Regions from separate parts of the Mus musculus genome. Here region 2 is linked to region 1. A link is a contact called in public HiChIP or PLAC-seq data. All regions are on one chromosome and are shown on one strand. Each heading gives the region's core, a stretch centred on a gene start, on an enhancer-like site or on the middle of the called end of the contact. The rest is flanking DNA. Distances are from core to core; before and after follow the strand shown.

The links. HiChIP or PLAC-seq counts read pairs in DNA pulled down with a chosen protein or histone mark.
Region 2: a contact with region 1 is called in an H3K27ac HiChIP or PLAC-seq map of microglia, with 4 times the contacts expected there. The contact joins the enhancer-like site here to the promoter of BC039771 in region 1. A contact is called at or near these places in 4 of 484 Hi-C or Micro-C datasets (forebrain, macrophages and nephron progenitors), 2 of 115 datasets of contacts at active chromatin or transcription factors (embryonic stem cells and microglia) and 3 of 9 other capture datasets (adipose tissue, liver and pancreatic islet).

Annotation. Positions count from the first base shown.
Region 1 is chr2:145,697,725-145,704,440 of GRCm38.p6, forward strand. It overlaps BC039771 (cDNA sequence BC039771), which reads left to right and starts at 3,471. Exons shown (of 4, transcript NR_033220.1): 1 at 3,471-3,598.
Region 2 is chr2:145,737,782-145,744,768 of GRCm38.p6, forward strand. The region is part of intron 3 of BC039771 (cDNA sequence BC039771); the gene reads left to right. Among named protein-coding and RNA genes, the nearest start is that of Gm34513, 17 kb to the left of the region's middle. Within about 2 kb of position 3,155, at least 25 of the 459 cell types and tissues checked have an H3K27ac peak or open chromatin away from gene starts, as enhancers often do. A contact at or near this core is called in macrophages and microglia, where this site is marked.

The sequences.
Region 1 (6,716 bases), core at 2,221-4,720:
GGACCTTCCCTGGGACTCCAAGTCTTTGGGCTTCACATCCAAAGCTGAGTCTTGTTCTTGCCCAGTTTGGATGGGTTTCCAGTTTGACATCTATCTTGCTACCTCTGCCCTTAGGGATTTCAGTCCAAGTGAGGATCTGGGAGGCTAGAGGCAAGGGTCCAAATGAGAGCTGTCTTCATCCAAGTCCCCTCTCGAAGCAACCCTGAACAAGGATAGTAGGAAGTGGTTTACATAGGGATGGATTCCAGGAGCCCTTGGGGATGTTGATGTGAGATAGGAGGGAAGTGGTCTTGGGGAGGAGGTTGTGAATCATGAGAACCACGTCCTGCTCATCTGAGACTGGGAGAGTGTGGAGATGGTCTTCATGGACCATCTCCCTCAGTCATAAGATGAAGGCTATTGGAGGTGGAGGGCGGGGCGGGGTGATGCCAGGTACTTCGGACCCACTGAAAGAGCCAGGGACAAATGCAGATACTGGCAGTGTGACACAGTCTCATCCACATTGTTTGCTGTGGGGCTGAGGCTCCAGGTTAACTCATGACATGCTGTCTTGTGTCTGAGCCATATGGCCCTAGTTAGCTATGTTCAACATTTACAAATGTCTCCTTTTTCAAAGAGAGTTTGAAAGTCAGATGTAGGACTCCTGTTAACTCCTTTAGCCTTCGATTTTTTATTCCAGGGGAAAAAAAAAGATGCCTTCAAGGGATTCCACTTTTGAGACAGGACTGTTCTCTGTCTTGGCAATGGCTGGTGAAATTAAAGAATTTTGGCTTTCAGTATGCTTTAGTGGTCAGAAAGGATTTTAAACAATTCTGTACACATACACACGAATGTGCGTTATTATAAAAAGTTACTTATTTAGAACCTTATATATATATATTACTGTACAGTTGACTCTCCATACTGGCCAGTTTTACTTGGATCTAATAATTTGAATAACTTTGGATAGAAAATATTTGATATTAGAGAGATGGCTCAGTGGTTAAGAGCATTGACTGCTCTCACAGAGGGCCAGAGTTTGACTTCCAGTACCAGCATGGCCAGTTCACAACCATCTGTAACTCCAGTTCCAGGGGACCTGACACCCTCTTTTGGTTTCTGAGGGTCTTGCACAGACATAAATGCAGTCAAAACACCCAGGCACATAAAATAATTAAAAATGCATTAAAAAGAAAAAGAGGTCTTTATTGAATGTGCATGGAGTTCTGATTTTCCCCTAAGCAGCAGAGCATAGTAACTGGTCATGTAGTGTTGTATTGTATCAGTGTTGTATTGTATCAGTGTTGTATTGTATCAGTGTTGTGTTGTATCAGTGTTGTATTGTATCAGTGTTGTATTGTATCAGTGTTGAATTGTATCAGTGTTGTATTGTATCAGTGTTGTATTGTATCAGTGTTGTATTGTGTCAGTGTTGTATTGTATCAGTTCTAAATCCTCTAGAGGTGGTGTAAGTTGCACAGGAGAATGTATAGATTATATGGAGGGCAGCATTTATGTAAGAGTTTTGGCAATGTGAGTTTTGGTAACTTGTAGGGCCCTGGGACCTGCCTAAGGTTCCTAAGGATGCCAAACTAAGAAATACTTGTATAGTGTTGAGCAAATAGGCTTGGGGTAATGATATTCTTAAGTGCATTAAATGGCATTTTTATTATTTTGGCGTATAAAACTCTGAGTTGGAGTAGAAGTATGGCCTATGTCACCTTGATCTAGAAAGAGAGCAAATATTGTAATCATTTATATACCCCCCTCAGCATTGTGAAGAAACAGAATTCTACAAACTTCAGATCCCCTGTTTGAGTCCAGCTAGGAGCCCAGGTGAGACCTGGCAGGCTCAGAAGCCTGTGGGAGCATTGAGTGGAGGACACGAGTGTGCAGAGGCTGGGCGAGACAGCACAGGCTACACCAACTGTCAAAGATGAGTCTCATCCTGAGGAAGGGGACTCTGGGAGAGATGGAGGGTGCTAGGAACACTTGCCTCTGGAAACTTTGTGATGTTGAGAAAGTCAGCAAAAGAGATAAAATGGAGGATCCTGAAGAAAGCAAAGGGCATCCCAACAGAGGGCAGACGACCCTGAGAGCAGACCCAACTGATAAAGAAATGACACCATTTTAACACTAGAGGGCGTGCTTGAATCAGGAAACCCAGTCAGCCACCCAGGCGCTGCCCTTGCTTGCACCGGATCTAACTAATGGTCAGAAAAGAAATGTGGTGCAAACCCAGGAAGCAGAAGTGTACTAAGCAGAGCTACAGCCTGAAGAAAATAGAGTTTGAAAGTCAAAGCATTTCCCATCATAAATGTTGTTATCATCTCTTAGGTGTAAACACACACACACAATATCAATCTTTCCCCCCCCCCCCCCCAAGGGAGGCTACAGAGAGAACTCTGTGGTTAAATTCTCTTTCAGAGGATCCAGGTTTGATTCCCAGCACCCAGGGAGCAGTTCACAACCATCTGTAATTCCAGTTCCAGGGCGTGTAAGGTCCTCCCCAAGTGTCCAACATGCAAGTGCTGCACAGACATACATGCAGGCAAAACACTCAGACACATAAAATGGTGATGATAATAATGGACTTAGAAAGGAAAAATGAGAGTGGATTTATAGTCCTCTTGTATGTGGGACTTTGCAGTTGTTGTTAACCTTGGGCTGTGGGGCCGAGAGTAGTTTTCCAATAGAGTTGAACAGCAGCCACCATCCAGCCTAGGTGTTCTCCTGGCCACTGGCCCATCAAGATGAAAAGTCTTAGCTATTGCCCCTCAAGCCTATGGGGCTTTGTGTCTACTTGTACCTGCTAGGATGGAAGAGGAATTTTGCCACATTTCTTCTGAGGATAAATTGAAAAGGAAAAGATCCAGTGATGTCCCTTCTGCTTCCTGGTTCATTCTTCTTACATCTGTGAGCTGCATCCTCTAAGCAGTTAGGTTGTTCCGAGGCCACCATGCTATGAGGAAGCCAACCTTAGCCAGAGAGGCCGATGACAAAGTCCGAGCTACATGGAGAAGCGACCTACTGCTTGCCAGCTGCCAGGCCATGCCTCCTCTCACCCCCCAACCCCACATTCTAACTCCAGCTACCATCTGGCCATGGCCTCATCCGACACTCTCAGCCAGAACTGCTCTGCTAAATTCTTCTGGAATTCCAGACCCTGAGAAACCATGGCAATAAGGAAATGAGTATTGTTTTAAGCCACCGAGTCTTGTGGTCTTATTACACAACAATGGATAATTAGGATGAATAAATCCTTAAGGAATAAAAACGAGTTCCAGAGAAAAACAGCAGCTTTACTTAACAACCTTTTATGTTCGTTTTTTGTTTTGGACAGTTCTCGAAGAAGCTGACAGTACAGAACATGTCGATTTTGGAGAAGAATTATGTCCTTCTTTGACTTGGCTTATAAACTAACCTTTCCCCTGAAGAAGAATTGAGATATTTTTAAATGACTTCCTTTTCCTTTTGTCTTTCTGTTTTGTAGCTGGGAAGGTTTAACTCTCCATGGCTTTTGGCAAAAGATGTGGGACAGATTGTTAGAACCATTCACTACGTCCATGCCTGAGACAAAGGTGAAAGGATGCAGGAATCTGTAGTACATTGCACAGAGGTATGACTGATTGGTTTCTTCCAGACTGGATGTGAGATTTACTACTGAACAAAATTCGGTAGGGTATAGGTGAGCATAGTAGAAGCCCTTGGTTATGCAGGGCCCACCACTTCTCCAAGAGGCTGCAGTTGAGGACATCTTTGACTCCATAGCTTGCTGGAACAAACCACTTCTCAGCCGCCTCGTCTTCAAATTCATCTACATTAAACTTAGTGAAGCCCCGCCTCTTTGAGATGTAGATCTTCCAGCAGCTAGGGAAATGGAACTTGGTTCTAGGCGGGTCCTTAATCGTATGTTCTTTAGAATGTGGCTTGGTGCAGATGGATATGATGACCCAGCAGATGTGAACCCTGGCCACTGTGCCTTGGGGCTTCTCAGAGGCATGCACACCTGTCTGGAGCCTAGAGTCGGGACAGCGTTGAGATTAGAGACAAGAATAACTGCCAGGAAATTGTCTCAAAGGTCCCTTAGGAAAGCAGACTGTGTAACTACCCATGTGGGCAGTGCTGGCAAGTTTTGCTGCCAACTTTAGATGCAACCAGCGTGCTAATCCCAAGGAAACACTTCCCTGAGCAAGTTGCCTCTGAGGCCCAGGGAACCCCTTCAAGTTAGGCATCCTCACAGGATGGAGCCTCCGATGGGTAGAGCTTTGCCCTCCGGACTCCTTTTGCCTTGTCTCAGGACAGTGCAGGGGGTTCTGTGGCATTAATTGCTTTAATAATCTCACTTGCTCTCTCAGCGCCGTCTGAATGCCCTCTTGGCTTCAACTTACTTCTGCTAAATAAGTTAGTGTGTAACTTTTACATTCCATTTCACTCTTGTTCTAAGGACGCAGGCATAATTAAGGCAGCTTCTTGATCGAAATATTATGTAAATGACCCCTATTCCCGGTCCTGGTGGGATCCCTGCTTGCCACTCAACGTTGGTTTTACCTTACCAGTGATTAACACCTGCTATAAAGCTAGATAATTACAACTAGCTGATTTCCTCATACCAACACCTGTACCTTCAGACATCTTCCCTGGGGTTTCAGTGGCCTGCTCTCTGAAAATGTCTTTGTCACCTTTTGTCTATTGCTCCAATCTGTTTTCTCCTGCGGGGTCACCAGAGTGACAGGGACATTTGACCTAAGTCGTCATGTCCTTCTCATTCACTTCATTCTGCCTGTAGCATCCTCTGGTGCTGAGGTCCAGTCTCCACTTTTATCTTTGATGAGAAAGAAATCTCTTCCATCTTAAGTGCTGGCACAGGATTCCTCACCTCCAGTCTCAAATTGCCCCTCCTCCAATTTCAATCTCTTGGTCCCAGACAAACCTCTTCATGTTACAGACCAAGAATAATTCCATTTCAATGAGAAAGGAACCTTTTTTTTTCTTTTTTGAAACAAACCATTTCAGTAGCTATCAAACCTGTTTTTCTAAATATGGCCACATCTTTTGTTTCTGTACACTTTTGGATGGTTCAGGTTTATCACAGTCTTATTAAGAGCGGCACCCAGAATTTCTGAGCAGAATGTCAGAGAGTGGCCTGGACTCTTTTGACCTTTAGCTTCCTCATTGTTAATGTTCCATTTTCTGGATACAGTGTTATCAATAGATTGTGATTCCACAGCCATCTCTTGGGTGCCTCAGTCTAGATCTTCCATGGAGCCACAGTCGGCTCATTCAAAAACGAAATGGTTGCCCACACTGACACCAGTCCCTCCAGACTTAATGAGGCCAGTAGGTCAGTAGGTCAGAGTGCCTGTATCTCATATCTAGATCCCAGGCCTTATGACCTAGGAAGGGTTGGATAGTTTTCTTTTCTCCCTTCATTATCTATTTGAGGATATGAGTTTTAGGGTAGAGAATTTTTTATTCTGACAGAATTAGCCATTTGTTTCCAGTAATTTTTCAACCAATGTTGGGCTTTTCAAGTTCAACTCACCTTTCCCCAAATGTAATAAATTATCCCCTTGCCTCACACCTCCTCCTGAAAACCACATCTGTCCCCTTCTCCTCGGGTCTGGAGCAGTTGGCTATAGCTTCCATTCTCTAGGTTGAGTCAGTAGGTTCAGGCCCCTGTCACGTGACCTAAGTATTTCTTCTGCCTCTAGTGCCCTATCCGGATCAGATTGTCAGTGATCAGTGTAGATGTGCAGTCATTTGCCCAGTCCCCATCTGGCTTATCTTTCCATGGTAATCCCCAGCCAGGTTCCTGGGGCTGACTGGCAGCAGACAGTACTTTTGTTTTTCTTTCCAGCCACACCCTCTCTTAGCCAACCTGTTCTGACTATGTGAAATGCCTTTCCCCACCATACCCCAGCCAAAACAGCACCCATCTTTTATGTCCCTGGGAAATGGCCCATGTCTAAAACAGAACTCCATTTGTGTTCTTGTAGTGTCCAGCATAGAGTCTGAACAGAGACAACTGGGGTACTGGTTAAACTGAGCAAACAAATAAATTTCTTATTCTATTTCTTTACTTATAAAGATGGAATTAGAAATGATTGAAAAATCCCTAAGAATCAGGTGTACTGACAAATGCCTTTAATTCCAGTACTTGGGATCCAGGGGCAGGTGGATCTCTGTGAGTTCAAGGTCAATGTGGTCTGCATAGTGAGTTCCAAGACATCCAGAGCTACATAGTGAGTGAGACCCTGTCTCAAAAAACAAACAAACAAACAAAAACCCCCCAAAAAAAACAAAACAAAAACAACAACAACAACAACAACAAATCCTGACCATTCTTGAGTATATTGATACAAAATTCAATTCTCAAAGAAAATAAGAGATAGTTTATTCAAGAGTCAACATGAATGGCTGTGTTCCAGAAATGCAGATTTAAGTTAACCCAAACGTCATGTTCCAACATGGGAAAAGTTTTATGAAGGTTTTATAGCAAGAGAGCAAAAAATAAAATCATAAACCAAGATATATTTAAAAATGTATTGGTAGAGGGGTTGGAGAGATTGCTCGGAGGTCAATAGTACTCAGTGTTCTTGCAGGGGCTATGGGTCTGATTTTTAGCATTCACATGGCAATTTAGTACCACCATCTTTAACTCCAAGTCCAGAGGATCTGACACCCTTTTCTGGCCTCCTTGGGCACTGCCTACATATGGCACACAGATACATATC
Region 2 (6,987 bases), core at 1,905-4,404, 40 kb after region 1:
AATATCAGCCCCCTTTCCCCCCAGTCCCCCTCTCACAGATCCTCCCCCTATTCCACCCTCCTCTCTCCCCCACAAACTACCCACCTCCATTCCCTCTATCCCAACATCCATACCCCCACCCTCAGCACATCAAGTCACTTCAGTACTAGCCTCATTCTCTCCCCCTGAGGCTAGACAAGGCAGCCCAGTTAGGAGAATGAGATCTACAGGCAGGCAACAGATTCAGGGATACTTCCTGCTCCAGTTGTTGAGAGACCCGCATGAATACCTTTTTTTTTTTTTTTTTCTTTTTAGCTCAGTTGGCATGGATTATCACCCATAAATTTATACTGTGATTGCATTAATTTCAGAGGCTTAGTTGTGTTGATTCGTGATTTTTAATGTGTGCTAAATTTATGTAGTAAATTTATGTAGATATTAAAGTAAGCATGATGTCACACATGTAGAGCCCCATCTCTTCAGGAGCTCAGGGGGAGGACCTTTGAGTTTTAGGCCAGTCTGGGCCATGTAGTAAGATCTCAAAATCAAAGAGATAAACACCACCAACTCGAAACCTTGACACATTAAGTTCTGAAAGTATAGAACCACGTCTTGGTTTTTTTTTTTTTTTTTCCATTTTTTATTAGGTATTTAGCTCATTTACATTTCCAATGCTATACCAAAAGGAATACCTTTTTTTAAATTTATTTATTTATTTATTTAGGGACAGGGTTTCTCTATGTAGCCCTGGCTGTCCTGGAACTCACTCTGTAGACCAGGCTGGCCTTGAACCCAGAAATTCACCTGCCTCTGCCTCCAAAGTGCTGGGATTAAAGGTGTGTGCTACCACGCCCAGCAAATACCTTTTTATTATGTGTAAGTATGTGTACAGGAGTTCAGGGGCCTACAGAGGCTCAGGTCTAGAGCTAGAATTACAGATTGTGAGCGACCTGGTGTGGGTGCTGGGAACTGAATTTCTGTCCTCTGCTCTTAACCACCGAGCCAACTCTCCAGCCCTACATACTTTTATGTTAGCCTAGCAATATAGTAGATCATGCTTCTAAAAACAGTTCTACAGGCTGAATATTCGTTTTCTCAATGAGGAGTCTGAGGCACTGAATGGCTGTTCTAAGTCACAATCATTTCCTGGGACAAAGATTCTCTGTTTTAGCTCTCATCCAACAGAAACAATAAGAATCTGCCTGTCATTGGGGCTCACAGGTGATGAACATGATGAAGACCAAAATGTCTGCACACTGAGATTTGAAGGCTGAGTCAGGGTTGTGTTTCACCCTAGGGAGTGATTTGACCCCCTCTGAGTGAAAGTGGGTGCATGGAGGTGAGACCTACTTTGCGCATCTCTGCACTCCCTCTAAGGCAGCTGTTCTCAAACTGAAGGTCATAAGCCCTTTGGGAGTCAAACGACCCTTTCACAAGGGTCACCTACAACCATCAGGAAATACCGATGTCTAAATTATGATTCAAAATAGTAGCAAAATTACAGTTACAGAGTAGTAGCAACAAGAATAATGTTATGGTTGGGAATTACCACAACATGAGGAACTGTGCTAAAGGGTGGCAGCATTAGGAAGGTTGAGAACCCCTGCTCTGACGGCTGCTGCAGAGCACTGGCTGAGTTAGTGATAATGCTTTAAAAGTTGGACCCATGTTAGGCTGTAACTGGGTCTGTCCCCAGTTGACATCTCCCTTTCCTTCCTGGAAAACTAAGCTTGCCGCAGAGACTCGAGTTTCTAAGACCCTCATCAAGGAGAATCTCATTTCCCATTGGCTGAGCATGAGATGAGTTTAGGCTTACCAACTTAGGGCTTAAATGTACCCAGCGCATCAGACTTACTTTACCATGAACATCTCTCAGGATGAGTCAGGTATAGTTGTTATTTGTGGATTGCATTACTAACATGTTTGTCTAATATTATGGCCAAGATGGATGAGGTGGGTATAGACTTACATGGCATCCAGGTTCTTTTCTTCTTGGTTCCCTTCCTGAGGCAGGTGACTGTGTCACATAGGTGATTTTAGGTTCTTTCTCACACCAGATCTCTAAAATGGATTGTCAGGCTCCCTAAAACTTAGATCTGGCTCTCTGTGACACAGGGTTTATTTGAGGTTCTCTTTGAGATAGGATCTCTCAATAATGCTGACTTGCCTGGGATTCACTGTGTGACCCAAGCTGACCTTGAGCTCACAATTCCCCTACCTCAGCCTGGGTTGAGAGTCCAGCATCTGCCCCATTGTTGTCCAGCACCAATTCAATTATTTCAAGCGCTTAGAGACAATCACAAACAGTGCTTATGTGATTTCTTTTTTAATATCAAACATGGCTTCTGACCGCTCCAGAAAGGCTACGGAAATGCCTAAGGAGTGTCCAGCTTCTCCCTTGCAACTGCCCCAGTGACCTTAGAATTCAGCCTACGTAGTAAAGCTGGCTTCCTTTCCAGTCTTACCATATTTATTTGATCCTCTTACGTAAATTAGACACTCTAATGAGCAAAGTGTTTTGATTTGCTTTTCCTGCTGCTTCTGTTGATGTTACCATGGGCCAAAAGCATATTTACAAAAATCCCTTTACTTTTACTGAGCCTTGGTTTTTGTTTTTGTTTATGGTTTTGGTTTGGTTTTAATTAGATAAGATTCCCCTTTTCTGGGTGTTTCTTTTCTAGAAATTATCCATCTGATCCACTGAACTGGTTGGAGTCTACTGGTGCCTCTGGAATCCTTACTGGCCTTTCATCCTGTGAGTTCATTGTGATGTCTCTGCAGACACAATAGCTGAGTGCTGTGTCCCTCAGTAATTTACTACCCTGTGCAGGTGGAATCCAGACCCTATTAGCAATAACTTTCCATTCTTCCTGTCAGAAGGGACACTTTGATAGACTCCAGGTCTTTCAGGGTTCTTGAAATCTTGGCTTGTATAGACAGAGTTTGCAGCCTGACCAGGCTTCTCACCCCTAAATATCAGCAGCACATAGATGAGTGAGAATCTGCCCTCACAGGGCCCATCACTTCTGCTTCTGCCTCAGGTTCCTCCTTGTTCATTGGAAATCAGTCAAGAATAGAACTTCTCTCATTCCTCCGTCAACTGAGGATTGGGTCTTTCCGTGCGTGAGTTAGGTCAAGGGTGTGTCATATGTACTTTTTAATTATATCAGTTCCATGGGAACATGTAGGGACAGTTGTATCCCACTTCCACTTGTGTCTTCTGTCTTTGAGACTGACTTACACAGCAGGGTGAATCACATACTTCCTCTATTGACAATGACAGCACGTCATGTAATTTTTCTCTTGCAGTACAAGAACTTCAACCTAGGGCCTACTGCCAAACTACAGCCCCGGCCTGTTTTTTTCACCTTTGGATTTGGAGATAGGGGCATAATGAAGTTGCCCAGGCTATCCTTCAACTAAGTTCGCATTCCCTTTCAACCTCACTGACTTCTGTGAGGAGCTGTTGAGTGGCTCATTTATTCTACCATCCCTAGAGCCACGCTTGCCTTACTTCAACCCTACACTCTCTTAACCTGCCTTGGTATCTCAGATTCCCTTTGCTAATTGGCACCTTGGTAGGCTTATCTGGTGTGAAGCCCTAGCAGATATTGTAGGTAGAAGGAGGGTAAAGCCTGGGAATATCACTTTGGGGTATTGATTCCAGATGTGTACCTCATCAGAATCACAGATTAGCTGGGGTCATAACGGGAGGACACCTACATGGAGGAAGGGAACGCCTATGTGTGCTGAGAGGCTCCTGAAATGGCCACCCGTCAATAAGAAGTTCACAGAGGCCATGATTGATCTGCTTCTTGAGGAATATATTGGTGTCTTCCTGGTGGGTACCTATGATGGACATGCATGGAAGAATAAAGTAAGCAAATGGCTATGGGAAACTTAAGTAGGTGTACTTAACAAACAAGAGGAATTTGTTAACATGATGAGATAAAGCCCTTCCCCAAACCCTAGCCCAAATTATATATATCCTGGGCGCACTCATGATGAACCCTCTTTAATAGCCTCACTGAGGAAATTGTACCTCCTGGTAAAAGGGAAGTCCCTGGAGTCCTAGAGTTCTAGATTGCAGAGGAGTAACCCATATTAGAGTGACCAACCTACTTAGCATGCCGGGCTTCCAGAGAAGACCAATCACCCCTGACTTACAGTGATTTTTTTTTTAATTTTTTCACTTTGCTATAGAATAAAAGTGATAGAATTTCAGTAGAAACAATACTTTAGATTTTGAAATTTGATCTTTTCCTAGGCTACCAATACACAATCCAGGACTGTTAATTGTTCTTCTGCAGGCTGCTGGCTTTCAGTGTCTCAAGCACCCTGAAGGCAGGCCGGGCTCTGTTGTGTTTTGTAGTTTAGATATGTTTGACACATTTTTCAATGTGATATTTTCAGCTTGCAATAGGCTTATTGGACTAAACCCTATTGTAAGTTGAGGAATATCTGCCTTGTGTTTGATGAGAAGGCACTGTGACTTACAAAGTGACTGAAAGTCTGTATATTAGCAAGGTTTGTATGCATGCAGAGGAATTGCTCCAGCTGGTTTAGGTAAAGAATGGTACCAAAGAATAGGACTCTCAGAATCATGGATGGACCATGAACTGAGCATCCTAAGTGGCTCTCACAACAACATAGCAGAATTGCCCAACTTACAGTCCAAGAGCAGGAAGATGCTGTCGGGATCACGTCTTTAGCTGTTGCTCAGTGCCACACTAGTTCGACCTTGGTCCCTGACTACCACATGGATGCTTGTTCTTATCCCAGATATGGGGTCCGGTTTCCAGCAAAGCTTTGCATGGGCCCATCTGTTTCATCAGAGCCCAGATAATGCGACCACACCCCAGCAATAAGAAGCCAGGAAACAAGGGTTCTAGTGTCTTATGTAGCACTCTAGATTAGAAGTTTAGGAGTTACCCCTTAAGACCTTAGATGTAGGGGTGTGCTCACAGGATTCTGGGCATGCGCAAATGATAGGACTCGGCCTTCAGGAAATACATATTAAAAGGATGAGGACAAAGGATGAAATTTGTATGTTTAAGAACCATTTTGGTGAAACCCCTTAGTTTTTTTAGTCAAAGCCAACCTCCATGACTTCATATGGGGCCATGAGATGGCTGGTTTCTTCAGTTGTCCCATAATAAGCCCCCTGCAGTCTAACCTCTGCCTGAGTCTGCTTCCTGGAGCCCCATCCTATTATACTCAGCATCTGTAGCAACCACATAGGCAGATGCCCACATGCCACGTCCCACGCCAAGAATGTGCAGCTGCCAATTGCTCCCCGCCAGGTAATGTCTGGTGTCTGCTGCTTGGAAATGGCTTCAGTCATTTAAAAACTTGGTGTAAATTTTTACATAATTTTTTAACCTGAAAAAGTAATTGGATTCTAGTTAAATATGCACATGGTAAAGCACTTAGGGTAAAGTATAGACATGTGCCTTTTTTCTTTCTTTTTTTTTTTTTTTTTTTTTTTTGAAATGCACCAAAAATAGGATGAATCATCAGGATCCGAATCCCAGCCTAATGGCTTTCCCAGCTGCCCCAGCTGCCCTCCCCATTCCACTCTTCTGGCATTTCCCGGAGTGAAAGTTTTACACACTTAATGTGATGCCCATGACCCCGGAGGACCCAGATGAAAGGCTGCTGTCCTGAGTCTCGCTCTTACTGTCTGTCTTCCGTTTCTAGATGAGGAAACAGAGGCACGAGGTCGCAGAGTTGAGCTGGAACACTGACCTCTGGCTTGGCTCCGCTCCAGCTCCATCTAATTTCCTAAGAAGCTGACACCTCTAAGACAGTGTTCAGGTGGTGTGAATCAGGCAGATGGCATCCGCATCCACGGGTCTTGGGGAGTAGTGATCATAGCACTGATAACCTAAGTTCATCATGTGGGTGGGAGCTGCAGGGCTTCACACACCTCATGCAGTAGAAGCTACTAGACCACCTTGTGGATAAAGTGTTACAATCACACCCTCTCCCCACTTTTTTTTTTTCAGTGCCTGTAGTTGCCTGACAGTTTGCTGCAGGCTTGGGGACACATAGTAGGCAAGTGTTTGACCACTGAGATACACCTCAGCTCTAGCCCCTGTTAGCTCCCATTTTCCAAAGCAGGCAACTGAGGCTTTAAAGGGGTCTATAATTTCTGGATACTACTAAAAGCTGCTAAAAAGCAAGCTGGAGCCTCCCGCCTGCGTCCCTTCAGAAGCCTTGCTTTTAACTTGAATGGTGCTGCTGACAAACCTACAAAAGATCTCATGTTTCAAAGGCCTCACTCATTCAAAGCCCATGCCCCAAAGTAAAGAGTGTCACCTCAAGGAAAGATGTCATTTGCAGGGAAGGTGTGCCCTCCACTAGTAGGTAACCTGTGTCTGAGGTATAGGGAGGACATGGAGCAAGAGGCTGTGATAGCGGGGCTTGGTGATCAAGAGAAGCCTCCTTAAATCGAGATTTATGGGCTGTTCTTGGTGCCCCCTGCTATCTTGGTGCAAGATAGAGCCCTATTACTGAGTCCTTCAGAGACAAGCAAAGCAGTGTCTTCCCATGGGGAAAGGGATGGAGAAGTTGACTCAGACAACAGTGGGTCCCATGCTCAAGAGCCTGCTGACACCGTGAGAACTAAAATTCTAAAATGCATGTTGGTGAGAGAAGCCATCTGATGCTGTCTCTGGTCCTTCGGATGGAAGGGTTATCTGGGATGCAGGACAACCAGAGGATCCATCCATTTTGTACTCCCACAGGAGTACCTAACTCTGCATGAGCCAGACAGAGGCCACATTTCATGATGGCACCATGGTTCTACAGGTCCATGCTGATTGTGCCACCCCCTAGAGAAGCTGGGTTATAAAATCATTATATGGAAAGCACTTGGCAGTCAGACACTGGGCAGGGTAGATGCCAGTTCAGCCAGATGAATTTGTGTTTCACTTCACTAATATTAGAGTAAATGATTACTTCCTGATTATGCTTTACACTAAAACTAAAAGGATTTATTCTCAA